2 separate regions of the Callithrix jacchus genome follow, and region 1 is linked to region 2. The links are chromatin contacts, called in public Hi-C maps. All regions are on one chromosome and are shown on one strand. The core of a region is the stretch at or near the end of the contact, and the rest is flanking DNA. Distances in the headings are between cores, read along the strand shown.

The links. Hi-C and Micro-C count contacts between places; a contact is called where the count stands out from the background.
Region 1: a contact with region 2 is called in a Hi-C map of skeletal muscle, with 6 times the contacts expected there. The contact joins the promoter of MARK4 here to the promoter of APOE in region 2. A contact is called at or near these places in 2 of 3 Hi-C or Micro-C datasets (both in skeletal muscle).

Annotation. Positions count from the first base shown.
Region 1 is chr22:39,431,813-39,434,882 of calJac240_pri, forward strand. It overlaps MARK4 (microtubule affinity regulating kinase 4), which reads left to right and starts at 1,535. Exons shown (of 18, transcript XM_035283941.3): 1 at 1,535-1,881. The coding sequence starts at 1,831.
Region 2 is chr22:39,112,868-39,115,891 of calJac240_pri, forward strand. APOE (apolipoprotein E) reads left to right here and starts at 1,353. Exons shown (of 4, transcript XM_002762227.4): 1 at 1,353-1,401; 2 at 2,141-2,206. The coding sequence starts at 2,164.

The DNA.
Region 1 (3,070 bases), core at 285-2,784, 320 kb after region 2:
CCTGGGTGATGCAGTGAGACCCCGTCTCAAAAACAAAACAAAACAAAAACACCCCAGCTCTGCAGGTGGGGATGGGGAGCCTTCATCTATAGCATTTGCCAATTTCCACGGTATGAATATTCCCACCATTGCTAATTTCAAGCTACCAAGGTGATGTCACAAGGCATTTTTGCCCCCATTACACGGTAATTTTACTGTGCAGCTACCACAGACGTAAGTAACCTCAGGATCACAGATAATAGCAAATGTAGTAAGGTAATTAGGACATGAGGAGTATGTATTACCTTTAATATAATTTATTTAATTGTATGTTTGCATAATTTAATTTTTAATAATGGCTGTGTTTAACAACCATTTCCAAAATTCCTGCGACATAACCATCAGCTCCATCCAGCCAGATCCAGCGCGCTGCTATTTTAGAAAGGGAAACTGAGGCTCGGGAAAGTGGTCAGTCAGGCACAGGACCCTTCCCAAAACCGTGTGATTCCCAGGCCACCACTATGTAATGCCCGTTTTTCTTTCTTCCCACACTGGTCCACAGAGTATGGGTGGTCCCCACAGGGTGTGTGGACTGCGAGAGGCCCTTGCCCTCTTTGGTCTCAGTCTGCCCGCATTGGGAGTGGCCGTGTCCTGCAGGTGAATACCTGCACAGGTTCCTTCACACCTGCTTCAGCCCTGCCCGTGAGCAACACACGGATCCTCCCTCTCACTTTACAGACTGGGAAAGTGAAGCCCAGAAAGGGCGAGCTTGCCCCGGGTCATACAGGTGGACAGAGAGGGTGCCCACACGCCAGCCAGGGTGTAGAGGAGAGGACATTGCAGCCCCAACCTGAGGGTCTGGAGCTATGTGCGTGGGCGGAGGCGGCCTGACTAGAGAGGTCGCTGAGCCCTCCGCAGTGGCCAAGCCCCGCACAGCATCCCCTTTGCCCACCCCACCCTTAGGCCTCCGAGGGGAGAGCTTCTGCCGTCCCCACCCCCGACTGGGGAGAGAATGAGCGGAGGGGGGCGGGGGAGGGACAATGTGGCAGCGCCTCTGGGGGCTTCTCTGGCTCAGTCCCTTTATCTGTCTCTCTTCACAGATCTCTGCATCTCTGTGTGTCTTTGTCTCTCTCTGTGTGTTTGTGTGTGTGTGGGGGGGGTGTCTCGCTGAGTCTTTGTCCCTCTGCGTCGCTGGGTCTCTCTGCCTCGGTCTCCCCGTTCATCTCCTTGCGCCTCTCTCTCTCTCCGCCCTTTTGCAACCCGTCTCTCTCTCTCTTTGTGTCTCTCTGTCTCTCGATCTCTCTCTCTGCGTCTCTGGCGCTCTGCCCCGGACTCTTTCTCCCCTTTTCTCCTCTGCGGTGCGTCTCTCCTCTCGGGCGAGAACCACCTTCCCGCCGGCGCGCCCAGACCCGCCTCCGCCCCCGGAGCCCCCGGAGCCCGGGACCAGCCCGGGCCTGCGCCTTTAAGGGCCGGCGGCGGGGGGCGGGGTCCCGGCGCCCCGCCCTGCCGCCCCTCCCCCTGACGTCCCTTCCTCCCTCCCCGGCCCCTCCACCGCCTCCCTCCGCCGCCGCCTGGGCCGGCTCCGCGCCCCCTCCGCGGCCCCCGCCCGCCTGCCCGCCCGACGCCCCCATGGCGCCCGGGGTCCCCGCTGCACGGGGCTGCTAGGACCCTCGGCGTCCCCTCCCCTCCCCCGCCCTGCCCCCTCTCCCGGGGCGCGGACCCGGGCGTTCTCGGCGCCCAGCTTTTGAGCTCGCGTCCCCAGGCCGGCGGGGGGGGAGGGGAAGAGAGGGGACCCTGGGACCCCCGCCCCCCCCACCCGGCCGCCCCTGCCCCCCCCGGGACCAGGAGAAGATGTCTTCGCGGACGGCGCTGGCCCCGGGCAACGATCGGAACTCGGACACGGTGAGTGGGGCCCGGCCCCTTGGGAAGCCCTGGCTGGGTTCAGCTGCCAAACCTTTCGCCCCGCGAGCCCCTACCCTGCTTTCCAGGGCTCGACCCAGCTCGTCACCTCCCGACCCCTTCCGGACTTCCAGGCCTCTCGGCCCTCCCCACCTTTTCCAGCCCAGCCCGACCCCTGGGGGCGCCGCTCTCTCGGGACCCCTCTCTTGTCCCCGTGCAGACCGCTTCCGCTCGGGTCTCTTCCCTCCAGGAAGCCCCCTCCCCTGCTTCCAGGAGCCCCTCCCTTCTCTCGCGCCTGCTAAGCCCTTTCCCCTCCAGGCCGTCCGCGTCCGACACCTCGCTCCCTCCCGGATTTGCAGGGCCCCTGACCCCTCAAGGCCCGACGCTGGCTCTCACAACAGGGCCTGGCCCAGTCCTGCCTCTGGTTCCGCCTTCCCTGTCTGGGGCTGGGTGCTGGCTCCCCAGCAGTCCCCCTCCTCTCCTTCCCAATCCTCTGCCCCTCCAGGACCCACCCGTGTGCCTGTGGGCAGCCCCTGGCAGGAAGCTGGCTTCCACCTCTCCTGGGCCCCGGCCCTTTTCTGGCTTCTTCAAGGTCTCTCCCTTCCCAGGCCTGGTCCCCATTTTCCCAACAGCCCTATCCCTAGATCCCAGCACCCCGGGGCCCCCAGATGCCACCTGGACCCTTTCTGGTCTCTTCCCCTCCCGGGAAGCCTTGGCCTCCAACTTCCAGGCCCCCACCTCGCCCAGGCTCCTATTTCTAGGCCCTGGACCAGTCTGACTCCAGGCCTCATCTGCCCTCTATCAACTTCTCAGCTTCAGGCAAGCCCCTTCCCCAACCTCCAACCTCTGGACCCTCAGCTAGGACAAACTCAGTCCCTTTCCGCACAAGCCACCATCCTTTCTCCTGCCCCAGCACCTCCCCCTTCCTTACTGGGGGTCTGGCCTCCAAAAGAAGCCCCCTCCCCAGCTTCAGAGGCCTTCCTCAGCCACAGGGCCTGGCCCCAGATCCTTCTTCCAGAAAACTCCTGCACCTGAAGCCTCTCATCTTGCCCTGGCTGCAAGCCCTCTTCCCTTGGGGTCAGTCTGCTGGAAGCCTTCTCCCCAGATTTCTAGGCCCCTTGACCTCCCGCAAAGCTCAGGCTTTATCCTGCTGAGCTGCTCCTTGCCCAAGTACCCCCTACCCCATACTCCC
Region 2 (3,024 bases), core at 103-2,602:
CCAGGGCTGTCCTCCATGCTGGACACACATGCTAGCTTGTCACCAAATGTATCAGTCACACAGCTGGCAACTGGCAGAGCCAGGATTCAGGCCCTGGCAGTTTGGCTCCAGAATCCTAACCCTGACCCAGAAGCACAGCTTTAATCCCCTGGAAACCAAAATGCCTCTGCCAGGCGGGGGAGGTGCTGGAATCTCATTTACATGTGGGGATGGGGCTCCCCTGTGCTCAAGTTCACCACCAAACGAAGCTATGATTAAAACCAGATCCCACTCACAAAGCCCAGATTCAGCACATGCATCGCATTGTTCCCTGTTCCCACCCTCCCATCCCACTGTTGAGCCCCCATCCCCCAATTTTTTTTTTTTTTTTTTTTTTTGATACAGAGTCTCACTCGGTTGCCCAGGTTAGAGTACCTTGGCACAATCTCGGCTCACTGCAACCTCCACCTCCCAGGTTCAAGCGATTCTCCTGCCTCAGCCTCCCAAGTAGCTGGGATTACAGGCGACCAACACCATGCCCGGCTAACTTTTGTATTTTTTTTAGTAGAGACGGGGTTTCGCCATATTGGCCAGGCTGGTTGAGAACTGCTGACCTCAGGTGATCCACCCGCCCTGTCCTCCCAAAGTGCTGGGATTACAGGTGTGAGCCACTAAACCTGGCCTCCCCCCGACTTTCTTTTTTTTTTCCCAAAGAGTCAGGCTGGATTGCAGTAGTGAGATCTCACCTCACTGCAACCTCTGCCTCCCAGATTAAAGCGATTCTCCTGACTCAGCCTCCCGAGTAGCTGGGATTACAGGTGCCTGCCACCACGCGTGGCTAATTTTTGTACTTTGAGTACAGCTGGGTTTCCACCATGTTGGCCAGGCTGGACTCAAACCTCTGACCTCCAGTGAGCCACCTACCTCAGCCTCCCAAAGTACTGGGATTACAGGTGTGAGCCACCACTCCCGGCTCCTCCCATCCCACTTCTGTCTGGCCCCCTAGCCCCACTTTCTCTCTGGGATTCAGAAGTCCAGGTCCCAGCTCCTTCTCCAGAGTGCATTCTTCCTGGCACAGGAAAGGATAGGGTCAGGGAAGGAGGACTCCGTGCAGCCTGCAGGTTCCCCCTCCTGCTTGGCCCCCAGAATGGAGGAGGGTGTCTGGATTACTGGGTGAGGTGTCCTCCCTTCCTGGGGACAGTTGGGGGTGGTCAAAAGGCCTCTATGCCCCACCTCCTCCCTCTGCCCTGCTGTGCCAGGGGCAGGGGGAGAACAGCCCGCCTCGTGACAGGGGGCTGGCCCAGCCCGCCCTATCCCTGGAAGAGGGGGCGGGACAGGGGGAGTCCTATAATTGGACGAGTCTGGGAGCCTCCAGTCTTACTCAGCCCCAGTGGAGGTGAAGGACGCGTTCCCCAGGAGCTGGTGAGAAGCATAGGGAGGGCGCACAGCTCAGCTCAGGGGCCTCTAGGAAGATGTAGCTGGGACCTCGGGGAGCCCTGGCCTCCGGGAAAGAAGTCTCAGGAGAGCTACTTGGGTTTGGGCTGGGGGAGGGGAGGAGTTGGGGGTGAGGCCAGCGGCAGGGGAGTGGACCTGGGCAACAGAGGTGATCTGACCTGCTAGGTGGGGTGGGGAGAGCAGCTGGACTCGGAGCTAAGTCAAAGCAGGACCCCACGAGTTGTCACTGCCATTTATTGAGCACCTACTGGGTGTCCCCATTGTCTTCTGACCTCCCTACTTGGGGATCCAGGGGCAGCGACAGCGTAGCTAGCCGCCGACTGGAGAACTTTAAATGAGGACTGAACTACCTCATAAGTGGAAAACGCTCTCAGATGTGAAACTGGAGCTTAGAATGTGAGGGGAGGATGAGGAATGCGACGCTGGGACTGAGATGGAACGGGTGGTGAGGAGGGGGCAGGGGGTGAAATTTGAACCCTGGGAGAGGAAGATGGAATTTTAACTATGGAGGCCGACCTGGGGGATGGGGAAATGAAAGAAGACCAGAAGGCAATTGAATAGGCACTGGATGGGGGAGGCTTGGTGAATGTCTGTTGGGATTAGGCCTTTGCAGATAATGGAGCAAGGCTTTGAAGGCTAGGCTGGGGTGGGGCCGGGTTGGGGGTGGGAGTTCTCGCTGGGGGTTGATTGACTTCTCCCTCCCCAGACTGGCCAATCACAGGCGGGAAGATGAAGGTTCTGTGGGCTGCGTTGCTGGTCGCATTCCTGGCAGGTATGGGGGCGGGGCTTGCTCGACTTGCCCACTTCTCCCCCCTCCACACCAACCTCCTGACCCCATTCAGGCAGGTCTGAGTCCCATCGTCAGCTGGTCTGTCTTCTTGAAGGGAAGGCTCAGGTCTGAAGCTTCCGTGCCGCTCCCTGGCTCTGAACAGCGATTGATGCTCTCTAGGCCTGTTTCCCCAATCCTTGAGATGAGAGTTTTTTCTTTTTGGTGGGGGGAGGGGCAGCCTAACTCTGTCATCCAAGCTGGATGGAGTGCAGTGGCGCGATGTTGGCTCACTGCTGCAACCTCCGCCTCCCGGGTTAAAGCCATCCTCCCGCCTCAGCCTCCCCAGCAGCTGGGATTACAGGCACACACCACCATGTCCAACTAACTTTTGTATTTTTAATAGACATGGGGTTTCACCATGTTGGCCAGGCGGGTCTTGAACTCCTGACTTCAGGTGATGTGCCCACTTCCGCCTCCCAAAGTGCTTGGATTACAGGCGTGATCCACTATGCCCGGCTGGGAGTTAGAGGTTTCTAATGTGTTGTCAGGTAGGTAGTGAATATCTGTGACGAATCAACTGTGATCTTTATTCCCCATCACCCCACCAGCCCTGCATGGGGCGCACAAGGACACTTGATACATGCTTTTCCATTGGCCGTGCTGGCTCACCCCTGTAATCCCAGCACTTTGGGAGGCCGAGTAGGGTGGATCACGAGGTCAGGAGATTGAGACCATCCTAGCTAACACGGTGAAACCTCGTCTCTACTAAAAATAAAAAAAAAATTAGCCAGGCGTGGTGGCACGCACCTATAGTCCCAGCT